2 separate regions of the Rattus norvegicus genome follow, and region 2 is linked to region 1. A link is a contact called in public Hi-C data. All regions are on one chromosome and are shown on one strand. Each heading gives the region's core, a stretch centred on a gene start, on an enhancer-like site or on the middle of the called end of the contact. The rest is flanking DNA. Distances are from core to core; before and after follow the strand shown. Region 1 overlaps LOC103692246 (a long non-coding RNA gene). Region 2 holds the start of H2aj (H2A.J histone).

Region 1 (6,390 bases), core at 1,148-3,647:
GAGGCCAGAATCCTCCTGGAGCTGGGGCTTCAGGTATCTGGGAGCTGCCTTCTAGTTGCAGGGAAAGAACTCCCATCTCTGAAAGAGCAGCAGGCACTCTTGACTGTCGAGCTATCTCTCCATCTCCAGCCCCATTTATAGAACGCTTATAAACATAAAGGGAACATCAGGTAATTCCCCAAATTTTTGAGGTCTGAGTCTGTTTGGTAGAAAGGTGTGAGTTTTCAGGAGGAAGAAGCACATGTTTCAAGACAGTCGATGTCAGGTGGCAGAGGCAGAAGGAATTGCAAACTGGAGGTTTTTTGTGAGTTACAGGGTGAGTTCAAAGCCAGTCTGCTCCATAACTTAGCAAGACTTTGTTTCAAAATCAAAATAAAAAGGGTTAGGGATGAGCATTAGTGCCAGAGTGATTCATGTGGGACAAGTGGAAGGGTCTTGGCTTCTGGTAAGATTGAGTGATTTCTGTCTGTCCATCCATCTGTCCATCCCTCCCTCCCTCCCTTCCTCCCTCTTTCCAGTGTCTCCAGTGGCCCAGGCTGATCTCCAAGTTGCTATGTACTAGAAAATGATCTTGAATTTCTGATCTCCCTGCCTCTACTTCCCCAGTGCTGGGAGAACAGGTGTGCCACCATGCCCAGTGTATGTGGTGCTGGGGATTGAACCCTTGTACAGGCTGGACAGGCACTGTAGCAGCTGAGATAAACTCACAGACCAATAGTCACCTTTAGGGAGACAGGAGAGGAGGGGAGGGGCTTTGAGAACATCAGTAATCCTTTGCTTTTTTGTTGTTTGTCTTTCCAGACAGGGGTTCTCTGTGTAGCCCTGGCTAATCCTGGAACTTGTTCTGTACAACACAGTCAGCCCTCTGTAATGCCCAAAGTTAACCTGTAAGCCCTACCTGCCAAGACACCAGGTCACTTCCATGAATGCTGGGAATTTGTAGTTCTCGGGAAATAACAAAGCCTCATGGGAAAAGTACAGTGGCCTATTGGTTTGTCCATATGAGCCCCTGCAACATCAGGCTGGAGGCCATTCTCAGGTGGGAAAATCTGAGTAACAGACCTAACCAAAGTCTATCCCTTGGTCAGTATTTAATATTTAATAAAGTTTGCTTCAAATTTGACCCAAAATGCTGGAGTTGATTTTTTTCTGGCGAATCTCAGGATCAACATCTCCAACTCAAGAGATCCACCTGCCTCTGCCTCCGAGTGCTGGGGATTAAAGGAATGTGCCACCACTGCCTGGGTACTACTTTACTTCTCTACCTCAGCTGCACAGTGTTCTGTGCTGAACAGTGCAGAGAACAATCTGTGGCAGATGCATTTTTTATTTCGTATGAGTGAGTTTGATGAGTCTACAGCAAGCCAAAGAAAAAGTCAAAACAGTAAGTGTTGGATAGATGGACAGTAAACCATCATCAAATCAGGTGCTCAAATTATCCAGGAGAAATTGACCGGGAAGACCCCGTTAAGGTAGCCCGCTGGAGTTCTTGATAGCTACAGGTTTGTCAGAGTAGGGTGTTTCCCTCCACCGGGCTTCCAAGCAAATAATTTCGGGAAGGTGACATCATCACACAAGGTGCTCACAACATCCAAAAGAACCTGGGGTGGTTGAGGCATCAGCTGGAGTCCCAGGTTGAGCTTTCTGTCTGTGGGCAAACGGTGTGTGTCCCCGCCCCCCGCCCCCGCATCTTTATATAACGGGAGAAAAGACAGTGGCCTCTGTAGGAAACGGTTCATCTTCCAGCTGTTCTCAAGGACACAGTGTTTTCACTTTGGGGCTGTTTGCTGCTCTCTGTCGCCATGCCACATTTTTTTTTTTTTTTTTTTTTTTGGTTCTTTTTTCGGAGCTGGGGACCGAACCCAGGGCCTTGTGCTTCTTAGGCAAGCGCTCTACCACTGCGCTAAATCCCCAGCCCCGCCATGCCACATTTAATGGAACCATCTCACACTCAGACAAGGGGCCTTGAAGAACACTTTGAGACAAATATACTCTGAAAACCCGATTTCAGGAGTCGGGATTGCAGCGAGCTTGAACAACGCATGACGATTTTCCACGAAGTATCTCACAGGTACAGAGGTTGGGAAGGGGATTTACGGATTTCTCTCCTTGTCCAGACTCAAGTCCCTCTCTTCTTGCATAGGTTGGGTCTTGGGTAGGCTGAGGCTGGACTATTTCAATGCACTAGTGAGCTTGTTTCTTGCTAGATTCTGATTGGATCCAGCTAGTGGGGAGCAGCCAAAGACCGTGGGGTGAGGTGGGGTGGACTGGAGGAGAAGAAAGCTGGGAGAGCATTCTTAAGTTTCTGTTTTGCAATATTTCCTTAGTCCACACAAGTATGCAGGAAATACCTCAGATACACATGGTGGTTGGCCTGGAATGTGGTGTGTGGCTGTGGTGCTGACTTGGCAGGAGAGAGCAGGAAGGAGAGAGAGTCAGACACAGAGGGGAAGACAGAGCCTTTTCCAAAGGGATAAAGGAAGTGATTTCCAAACCTTGCCTTCTCCTCTCACCCTCTTTTTGTTTCTTTAAAAACTAAACATTTATTTTTTAATTGGAGTGTGTGTGTGTGTATGTGTGTGTGTGAGTGTATGTGAGTGCGTGTGTGTGTGTGTGTGTGAGTGTGTGTGTGTGTGTGTGTGTGTGTGTGTGTGTGTGTGTGTAGGTGTCCAAGGAGGCCAGATGAAGGCATCAGATCCTCTAGAACTGGAGTTATAGGCATTTGTGAACCACCAGTGCTGGGATTTGAACTCAGGTCCTATGCAAGAGCAGTACTTGCTCTCGACTGATGAGTCATCTCTCCAGTCCTGTTGCTTGTTGTTTTTGTTTGTTTGTTTGGGTTTTTTTTTTTTTTTTTTTTGTGAGACAGGGTTTCATGTAGCCCAGGCTAGCCTCAAACATCTAATTCTCCAGCCTCCACTTACAGGAGTATGTCATCTTGGTGAGTTTATGTTGTGCTGGAGATCACACTGAGTTCTGTACACGCTAAACAAGCACTCTAAAGTATATCCCAAGTGCCCCTCCCCAAAACTCCCCTCCCCCCGCCCCTGCCCCACAATCTTTTTTTTTTTTTTTTAAGGAGTTAGCATCTAAAGGGCTAAGGAGTGGATCAGTTCCGACCCTGTCTTGGGTACAGAGGGCTAGAGTGAAATTTCAAAGACAAAACTAGAGGAACAGGTCACACTGGGCTGCCAGTCTAGTAGGGCAAGTGTAAGAACTGCAGCTGAAGTCTGGTATTCATAAAGAAGGAGGCTGGGCCCGAGTGAGCAGAAGCTGTGGTGAGCGGAGTGGGGGGGAGGGAGGGAGGGAGTCAAGAACAGAGGTACAGCTGGGGTTTCACTTAATCCTCACCTGGACTCTTGAAGCCATTAGATCACACAGGTTCTCAACCCGTGGGTTGTGACACCTTTGGGGGACTGAATGCCTCTTTCACAGGGGTCACATATCAGATATGCTGTATATCACATATTTACATTATGATTCATAACAGTAGCAAAATTACAGTTATGAAGTAGCATCAAAAATAATTTTATGGCTGGGTCACCACAGCGTGCTGAACTGTATTACAGGGTCACTATTGGGGTGACCTTCCTCAAATTGTATGAAGGTGTGCCCTTGTCTTTTCAATTATTAATTCTGTGCCAGCAGGGAGCTGAGTGCCTGCAGGATTTTGGTAGTGTCATTTCTCTGGCCCATGGCGGGGGGGGGGGGGGGGGGGGGGGTGTGGTTCTTTTGTGTCTTTCTCACCTGCCTAAAGGCAAGCTAAGAGATGTATCAGGCAGATGTATCAAGCACTGTCTTACCGCTGATTGGTTACAATAAAGATCTGACAGGGAATAGCTGGGCCAGAAAGTACAAGGGCGGAATTTTTGGATAGAGAGTGTGGCGGGGAGAGGCAAACTGAAGCAAGAGATTTGGAAGCCGACCCAGAAGGGAGCAGGGAGGTATAGAGCAAGTCACCATGAAACAGGTCGCAGGCTAGAATAGTCAGGTTAAGTTTAAACTGTAGGTGGGTGACTGCCCCAGCAAAAGGCCTAAGCTTTAACTCTATAAAAGTCTCGGAGTCATTCTTTACACTGCCGGTGGTCTGAGAAGGTCAGGGAGTAGTTGCAGTGTTAGGAAGGTGAGAACTACTGCTTTAGACAGTCAGCTACCGCACTTTCAATCTTGAAATCCAATTTCCCCTCAAAACATTCTCTGTGATTAAAACAAAAACAAAACAAAACAAACCCAAGTGAATTGTTACAACGTTTCTTTCTCAACCCAGACATCTCTAACCCATTCTTGTCCTGTAGCCATTTTTCTCTGTTGTGCAAACATGATCAAGTTCAGCTCTCTCACATCTGGAAGGAAATCTCAACTCTTCCTTTTGAGATGAGGCATCTTTAATTTGTTCCTTCTGTTTTTGGGACTCTACACTCTCCCTGGGCCCCTAACCTTGTCAATCTAAGGTTATAGTTTCCTTAGAGCAGTTTCTCACCCTGGCCCTGTTCCGGTCAGACCATTTATTTGCTGAGGGAGGCTTTCTGTGTGTTGAGGGTGTTTCCTGTCTCGCTGGCTTCAACCTCTAGCCCCGGCTATTAACATTGCAGCAGCTGTGACAACCAAATCGTTTTCTGGTCACCCTAAAATCTTTTTAGGGTCGAAATTGTCTTTGATTAACCACAACTTGGGGGCGGGTAGAGTGTGCTATTCCCCAACTTTCCTTTCCTCTTCCTCCCAACTCCCCACCCCTTGCATGTTCATGGGTTTACCACAACCTGCACTTGACTCCCTCCCCTCCCCTCTGTAGGTTGGACAACCTTGAATGTAGGTCCTTGCCTTCTAGCTTGTTTGAGATGGATCCACTATTTTTATGCCAAGCTGACTACAAAGCTTCCAGGAATTTGCTCTATCTTTTTAGAACAATGGGTACTGGGCTAAAGAGATGGCTGCTCTTCCAGAGGTCCTGAGTTCAAATCCCAGCAACCACATGGTGGCTCACAACCATCTGTAATGAGATCTGATGCCCTCTTCTGGTGTGTCTGAAGACAGCTACAGTGTACTCATGTATAATAAATAAATAAATCTTTGGAAAAAAATGGATACTATTGCAATTGCTTTACCTGAACTCAGATCCTCCATTTATTTGCTGAGCCGTCTCTATAGCCCATCTGTTTTTCTTCTTCACAGGGTGATGTTTTCACTGTGGCCAGCTCCACAAACATGGCCTCCACTCAGCCCTCTGTGACTCCGTGGAGGAGGCAAGCTTGGCTGCAGGAACACAGCACGGTACCTTCTTGGCTGCATATTCAACCATATTCTAATATATTACTTGTCTCCAAGTTAGACTGAGGGATCAGGCCTTCACAATGTCATGGTTTGGTGTTCCCATTTTAAGTGCTATCCTGTGTCCTTAGCTAAAGCTGGCCTAGAGTGCTGGCAGTGTTGGCTTTTCATCTAGGCTCCGCCCCACAGTTACCTGGCAACAGCCAAGTGTGCCTGACTCACTATAAAAGGGGCTGCTTGCCCCCCTCCTCTCTCTCCTGCTCTCTCCTCTTGCTCCCACTCCCCTTCTCTCCCTCCCTCCTCTCTATGGCTGGCCTCTACAGCTCTTCTCTCTCTCTCTCTCTCTCTCTCTCTCTCTCTCTCTCTCTCTCTCTCTCTCTCCCTCCCTCCCATCCTCCCTCCCTCCTCTCCCTTTCTCTGTCTCTACCACCCCTTCAACTCTCCTCCCCATTCCCTGAATAAACTATATTCTATATTATACCATTCCATGATGGCTGGTCCCTCAGGGGAAGGTATGCCTGGGCATGGGCCCGCAGAGGCACCCCCTTCCTCCACACCTGACGACACATCCACCAAACACACTCCTTCTCTCTATATGTATTTTTATAAAATACAACAGACAGTAACCATACATGATTTTAAAATGTCTCAATTTTGAATATTAGTAAAACAGTTTTTAAAAATGACATTTAAGGGTTAGCAAGATGGCTCAGCAGGTAAGGTGTTTGCTGCTAACCCTGCCAGCCTGAGTTGTATTCCAGGATTCTACACAGTGGAAGGAGAGAACCTGCAGGTTGTCCTCTGACCTCAAATGCACACGTGCATACATGCACTGTAAAAAAAAAAAAGTAAAAATGACATTTAAAAGCCAATCGATATTTTCTTTTTCCATAGCTGATGTGATGTCTGTGACGGCCAGATTTGATTTACTGCATCTACAGTGGGTGTGTGCATGTGCGTATGCACCTCTGTGTGCAGGGCTGGCCCCTAGATCTGCCTGTCCTCATTATTGCTGGCCTCATAAGCAAGCACCGACACACTCAGCTCTTTGATGTGGGTTCTGAGTCTAACTCAGGTCCTCCTGCCTGCGGGGCAAGCTTTCTTCTGAGTTATCCCCCCAGT
Region 2 (7,046 bases), core at 504-3,003, 380 kb before region 1:
TTGTAATATATTATTTATTTGTCCTTTTTCCTGTCATCAGAAACCATGAAAAAAAAAAAAACAAACGTGGGTTTCAGGACAGTGGAACCTAGCTGGCCTTATTCACAGCTGTATCCTCCCAGATACTGGCCCGTGGCATATGTGGATATCAAACCGATACTGGGGATGAAATAAATTTCGAGAGAAAATACTGCAAATGAAGAGGAAGACTTCAACTCTGACAACCCCCCGGGGGGGGGGGGGGGGGATAAGCCCAGAGTGAAACCTACCCTGGGATGTTTTGTGGATCCTGTGGATAGAGTTACTGAGCATGAAATGAACAGCCAAGAGAAAAATCAAATTTCCAGAGCCCTAGTGTTGGTCTCTCCGTGTTAACTCACATGACCCTTCCCTTCATTACCGTGCCATCACACAACTCTACAGCTATGGGAAAACAAGAAACCAGATTTCAGGAAAGTTAACAGTCATCCCTAAAAGTTGGGTTTGGTTTTAAGTAAAAACAAAAGAGGTTGTTAGGAAGCTAAAACTCGAGAGGAAATGTATATATGTTATGTATGTATGTATGTATATATACATACACATATATACAAACACACACACGTGTGTGCATTATGATCTAATGTAGTTCAGGAATGGCCTTGAACTTGCTATGTAACAACGAATATCGTTCTACTTCCGAAATACAGAGATGGTGAGAGGGCACCACCGTAAGCAACAAGAGACAATCATTTTAAGAGCAGCTAAACGTACACTACTTAAGACTGTGGGCCCCGCTGTTATGCAACACCATCCAGAGAGCAAACTCCACGACTCACTTCCGTATTACACAAGTTATTTCACTTTAAAGAATCGTGAACACAAGCGTGCGAGGTGAAGATGCCTGGCACTCTGATCGCGAATAGGTAACATCTATTAGCTTAAAATAGTGAATAACTACCACCCACCAAGGATCCTAAGTTCTTGTCTTTTCCAAACTGCTCAACCTTTCTAAGTATGACCAGCGGGGCAGCTTCTTGTTCACAGCTCAAAACACCTCCCCTACCACTTTTCCCTGAGGACTGGGGACTTGGGCAAAGTCAATTTCAAAGCAGCCTCCCCGCACTGGCTCCGCTTCTCCTGCCCACTGTGATGCAAGGGGGATCTCCCAACCCAAACGCTGGGTTCCTCCAGCTCGCACATGGCCACACGGGTGGCCTGTGTCCCGCTTAAGTTTGAGACTCGTCCCCACCCAACACCCCGTCGGTCCCGTGACTACACAGCTCTCGGGATTACTCGCTTTTCACCGACTTTATTGGCTGCGGACTGTAGCGGGCTCAGCACCGGTAGAGTTCACTTGCTCTTCACCTTCTGGCTCTCCGTCTTCTTGGGCAGCAGCACGGCCTGGATGTTGGGCAGGACACCGCCCTGCGCGATGGTCACACGGCCCAGAAGCTTGTTGAGCTCTTCGTCGTTGCGGATAGCCAGCTGCAGGTGGCGAGGGATGATGCGCGTCTTCTTGTTGTCCCTCGCCGCGTTGCCCGCCAGTTCCAGGATCTCGGCCGTCAGGTACTCCAGCACCGCCGCCAGGTACACGGGCGCTCCCGCGCCCACGCGCTCCGCGTAGTTGCCCTTGCGCAGCAGCCGGTGAACACGGCCCACGGGGAACTGGAGGCCCGCGCGCGACGAGCGCGACTTGGCCTTGGCCCGCACCTTACCCCCCTGCTTGCCTCGCCCGGACATGCTGGACCCGGCTCCTGAAGTTCCAACACCGGCTCGCTCAGTTCCGGGACGCCGCGCGCCACCCCGGAACTGCCTAGCCAAACTGCAGTGGCTGCCGCCCGTGACAGACAGGTGCCTCACCCAATCAGCTCGCGAAAGCAGAGGCCCCGCCCTTCCAGATGCCTCCCAATCAAAAGCGCAAATTTCTAGTCCTAATTTACATAGCTCACAGGTATACTCAATCTTGTTGGAATTGGGTGCTTAGGATGTGGAGTTAACTGCGTGGTTCGCTTCTGTAATCCCGGCACTAGGATAGCCTAGGCAGGATTGCTAGAAGCCTAAAGTCAGGTGTAGCTATTCCAAGATCCAGACCAGCCTAATGAGAAAGAAGGTACGGAGGGAGGGCAGGGGAAAAAGGGAGTTAAGCAAAGCCATATTTGGTTCGAGTTGGCAATCCCAGCTCTTGGAGGAGATGAAGTAGGAAATCGCAAGTACAAAGACAGCCTGGGCTACATTGTGAGTTATAGACAAAGCTAAGAAGTGAGACCTTATCTCAAAAAATAAAAATTATGATGTTGGCACTTCCTTTACGCTCCGCCCCACAGTTACCTGGCAATAGCCAGGGCTGACTGGCTCACTATGAAAGGGGCTGCTTGCCCCCTCCTCACTTTTCTCTTACTCTCTTTACCCGCCTGTCCCTTCCCTTTCCATTCCCCTACACCTCCCTCCACGTGTTCATGCCCTCTCCCCCCGCCTTTGTCTCTACTACCCCTCAACTCCCCTCCCCATGCCCTAAATAAACTACTATACCTAGTCCTGTGGCTGGTACCTCAGGGGGAAAGGATGCCTCAGCATGGCCCACAGATGCACCCGGACTCCTGCACAATACCGCTCCTCTACCAAACACCCTTGGCTTCTTTTTCTTTTTTTTAAAACACAACAGTATGCATAGTTTGGTGTTCGGTGACTATGAATAAACCCAGCTGATGCAGGAGGATGAAAAACTTGAACTGAATCTGGACCTGGAGACAATACAAAATTAAGGATCGCTCGGAAGAGCAGCCTTGTGCCCTCATACCGTACTTATGCAAATTAGGGTCTCCAGTGTATCCAATGGGGACATCCAAATCGGTAATGCTCTGACTCCAGGAGTCTGTGTCCGAGCTCTTCCACCTCAACTATATAGCTTACTGGGTGAACTCGGCCTGCCTAGAACGAAGCACATCATCCCCCTCCACACCTGGAGAGGTAGCTGCAAAAGAGGATTTCTGGGTTTTCTGACTGTTTTTGTTTTTGAGACTTTGTGTAGCCCTGACTGCCCCGAACTCCCTATGTGGACCAGGCTGGCTTGAACTCAGAGATCTGCCTGCTTCCCTGGTGCTGGGCTTAAAGTTGTGTGCAGCCACCAGCCTAGGACAAAAGCTGGTTCTTTGGCCTGCCCTCCCTATACCCCAGGAGGCTGGTCCTTGGACACTGTTGCTGCTCACAGGGACAGTCCCTTCCTTCTCAGGGTCTCACAGTCACAGACTAGGCAGGAATGGTGTCTGTATGAATAGCACAGACGAATCTGCTAAGCCAAAAGTTAACATTACTCGTATGTATGAGCTGGAGAAGAACCACTGGGTTCCAGAGATGAGGACCCTCTGCCTTGCTTGCCTGCTGCGGGTCTTGGTGCTCCATCAAGACTTTAGCTTACTCTTAGGCTTAGACACTGGAAGAAGAATGCCTCAAATTGTTCTTACATGTTCAGATTATAGGGCCTTGGCATTTGAAACAAAATAAGGTGTTTTCCCCCGTCTGGTTCACTCGGATACTTCAGTTTACCACATTTCTGAAGTAACACAATAAGTGATGTCATGAGGTAAAATTTAACCATTCAGGCTTTCCCCCCTCAAGCTATCCCAGAGCTCAACTAATCTCTAAGAAACAGGGAGGGAACAAACAAAAGAGACCTGTCTGAGATAATGGAACTAATGAAAATTGTAAAATACTGTAACTTAAAAGCATTTATAAGTACAAAACTTTAAAAAACAGTTTTCCTGCTGGGAAGTTTTCTTTTTAAGATTACAGACCAACAATTTGTTAAAATATGTAATCCTCAACATGCATTACTTGGGAAAGTATTATGACCCCTCCCTTAAACTCTGCTGTCTTAAAAACGAAATAAACGTGAGGACAGTCCTGTTATTCAGAGCCATGCTTCTGACTTCTGGTACTTTACAAGCCATTTGAAGGGAGAGGAGGGGAAATGTATTTGAGTCTGTCTAACCTAGGCTGGCCTCCAGCTCTTGGCAATCCTCCTGCCTCAGCCTCCACAGAGCCTAGATTACAGATGTGAATCACCGAGTCTCTTTTACATGCAAGCAATGAGAACCTTGGATCTTAATGACAAGTTACAATAGTTCAGCTGAGTTTACTATAGAAACAGTTGGCTGAAAAGCAAATACTAATATGTTTGCAAGACAGGAGAAGCAGAAAAACCCACACACTGCAGAAACAGTTGAAACCAACAGGAACTTTAGTGGGAATTAAATAATTCTCTTATCGTGGTCACAAAAGAAAGCACTGAAACACTTCTCCCATCCCCTCAAAAGACTCACACGCGAAATGGAAACTGCTTTGGTATAAGATCTAGTAAGCTAGATTTCTATTGCTATATAGCTTCTTTTCATTTTCACAGCAAAATTGTGCAAGAAAAAACATGCTGCTTAGAAAATATCGAATCAGCGCGCACTGTAGATGGCAAGCATGACACGCCGTTTTTATTTGTGCTTAAAAAGGAGGATAGGTAGTTACCTTATATTGTTTAAACTTTCAAATATGCTAGAGTTCCTGAAGTTTGGAGAGGAAACACAAAGGTTTTCTTTTTTCTTTCCAGGTCTTGGTAGCTAGCAGAGCGCAAAGATCCAGGGGGTGGAGCCTAGAGCTCCGCCCTCTCCCTGCTGTTTTCAAACAGGTCCGCTCCCAGGACATATAAGCTCTTGCCTGGCGCTGGGTTTCTGTAGATTTTCTTGCTCCCTTACTGCTCAACTAAGAAGATGTCTGGACGAGGGAAAGGCGGCAAAGGTCTGGGTAAAGGTGGCGCCAAGCGACATCGCAAGGTTCTCCGAGACAACATCCAGGGCATTACCAAGCCCGCTATCCGGCGTTTGGCTCGGCGCGGCGGTGTCAAGCGTATCTCGGGTCTTATCTACGAGGAGACTCGCGGCGTCCTGAAGGTTTTCCTTGAAAATGTGATTCGCGATGCTGTCACCTACACCGAGCACGCCAAGCGCAAGACGGTCACGGCTATGGACGTGGTGTATGCGCTCAAGCGCCAGGGCCGCACGCTCTATGGCTTCGGCGGCTGAGCGGCGTCCTCGTGTGTCTAGGCCTTCTCCTTGGCCCCCTCCCCCACTCACAAAGGCCCTTTTCAGGGCCCCCAAACCATCAAAAATGAGCTGTGAACTCTTATTATGCTGGCTAGGTTACGGTCTAAAATTATTAGCGTTGCATTGTCTCGTATGCAAACTAAGTCTCTTCTGTGCACTTTCTCATTGGAGGGCTAGGTGTGGTGGCTCCACCCACCAACTGGGAAGCGCTCTGAATGCTGTGTCTGGTCGGTCTGTGCGAATGAATTTTCTTGTATGCCAAGCTGATTATGTTAACGGAGGCGTTTAATGTTGCGTGCCAGGCTGCAAGGGTCCCATTAGGCGTTGTAGGGTACAGCCTCGGATGCTCTTCAAGTTAAAGTTGAAGCTTCGTGTTCCTATAGGACAAAGCGGACCTGAATGAGGACTGGTGTTCAGGTTTGGAAACCCACAATAAAGTCACCATGCAACATAAATTTGGTTTTCTCATGCGTCGCTGTTTCCCTCTCTTAAGGACTTGGCCTTGGGGGCAAGGGGAGCACTCGTGCGTCTACCGTTTAGTTAAGGCTGGTGTAAGCCTCTCGGTGATCCTTCTGTTTCAACTACCAAATATATATATATATATATATATATATATATATATATATATATATATATATATAATGTGTCTCATTTTTAAAATGTCTCTAAGTCTTCAGAGTAGATAAGTTCCCCCTGGACTCTGCTTACCTGCTCTCTGTACATATTACTAAAAACGGTAATTTTGTTTTTCAGATCCCTAGTTTTTTACATCTGATGTTCACTGGTCTTCTCTCTGGCTGAAGGGATAGGAGATAATTTCTACAGTTCCTGAAGCAGGAACCTGGCATTTCATTAAATATGATTAGATATGGTTAAATGCTTTCTGTGTGTGACAGGTACTTGGTGCCATCTCTCAGCAGATTTATTTTAAGTGTTGTTAGTGACTACAGCTCTGGATGCGACAACGAAGGATTAAAAAATTGGAGCGTGGATTTGAACTTGGCTCTGTGCCACTGTATAACCTCATTTTATGTGCCACTGTTTCGGTCAGAGTCTCCTCTGTCCCTGTTGGCTGACGTTTCACTTCTAGAGTCTGAGCATATATAACGCTGATGTAGAGGTCGTTAGTCTAATGAACTCGGTTTCTTAAAGCAAGTGAAAAACGAGGTGCTTGTTTTTTCTGTCTTGAAATATTTCAGTTACAGTTAATATGTTTCTTTTTATTTCCTTATAAAGTCACATGTTCTATCAAACTACTAAACACACAGAATGTAATACTAATGATTATCAACCTCTCCCCCCATTTTAACTTGAGTTTTGCTTATTCAAGATAATCAAACATCTACAACTATTACTAGCAGAGAGAAATGAAATTTAAGTATCATTTATTTTTACACAAATAACAACAAAAAAAGTATTTGTGCAGCCACTGTGGAAGTCAGAATGGAAGGTTCTCAAAAGCCTTAAAGGCTGGAGAGATGGCCTAGTAGTTGACAGCACTGACTGCTCTTCCAGAGGTCCTGAATTCAATTCCCAGCAACCATATGGTGGCTCTGGGATCTTGGCGCCCTCTTCTGGTGTGTAGGCATATATGCAGGCAGAACACTTAAAACAGAAATGTAGTATGGTGTTGATGTGTGATGTGGTGTGGTGTGTTGATGTGTGTACACATGTATGTAGGTCATGAAACTACAAAGAGGTTGCTAGAGGGGATGAAATACACACAACCAGAAACCAGAAGCCAGTTGACTAAGTGTGAGAAAGCAAAATGGGCCAGTAGCAAGGCAGGGAGAGAAAAGAGGTCATACTATAGAATAAAGTATAATGAATGCTCTGTGTATGAAAAGGCCATAATGAGGTGCATTCTTAAGATTTGTTACGTCTTTGTCACCTCTCATGAGCGTCTTTGCTGGTAGAAATCACGGCCATAGAATGCTCAGGGTTAAAGAAGTTGAATATTAATTAGAGTGCCTATCT

The links. Hi-C and Micro-C count contacts between places; a contact is called where the count stands out from the background.
Region 2: a Hi-C map of the A7r5 cell line shows a contact between it and region 1, with 4 times the contacts expected there. The contact joins the promoter of H2aj here to the enhancer-like site in region 1. A contact is called at or near these places in 3 of 12 Hi-C or Micro-C datasets (the A7r5 cell line, frontal cortex and prefrontal cortex) and 1 of 1 datasets of contacts at active chromatin or transcription factors (oligodendrocytes).

The regions. Positions count from the first base shown.
Region 1 is chr4:171,024,693-171,031,082 of GRCr8, reverse strand. LOC103692246 (a long non-coding RNA gene) reads right to left here. Exons shown (of 3, transcript XR_005504019.2): 3 at 5,720-6,100. Among named protein-coding and RNA genes, the nearest start is that of Atf7ip, 89 kb to the left of the region's middle. Within about 2 kb of position 2,397, at least 10 of the 93 cell types and tissues checked have an H3K27ac peak or open chromatin away from gene starts, as enhancers often do. A contact at or near this core is called in the A7r5 cell line, where this site is marked.
Region 2 is chr4:171,401,629-171,408,674 of GRCr8, reverse strand. H2aj (H2A.J histone) reads right to left here and starts at 1,753. Exons shown (of 1, transcript NM_001109610.2): 1 at 1,269-1,753. The coding sequence starts at 1,719. The coding sequence ends at 1,330.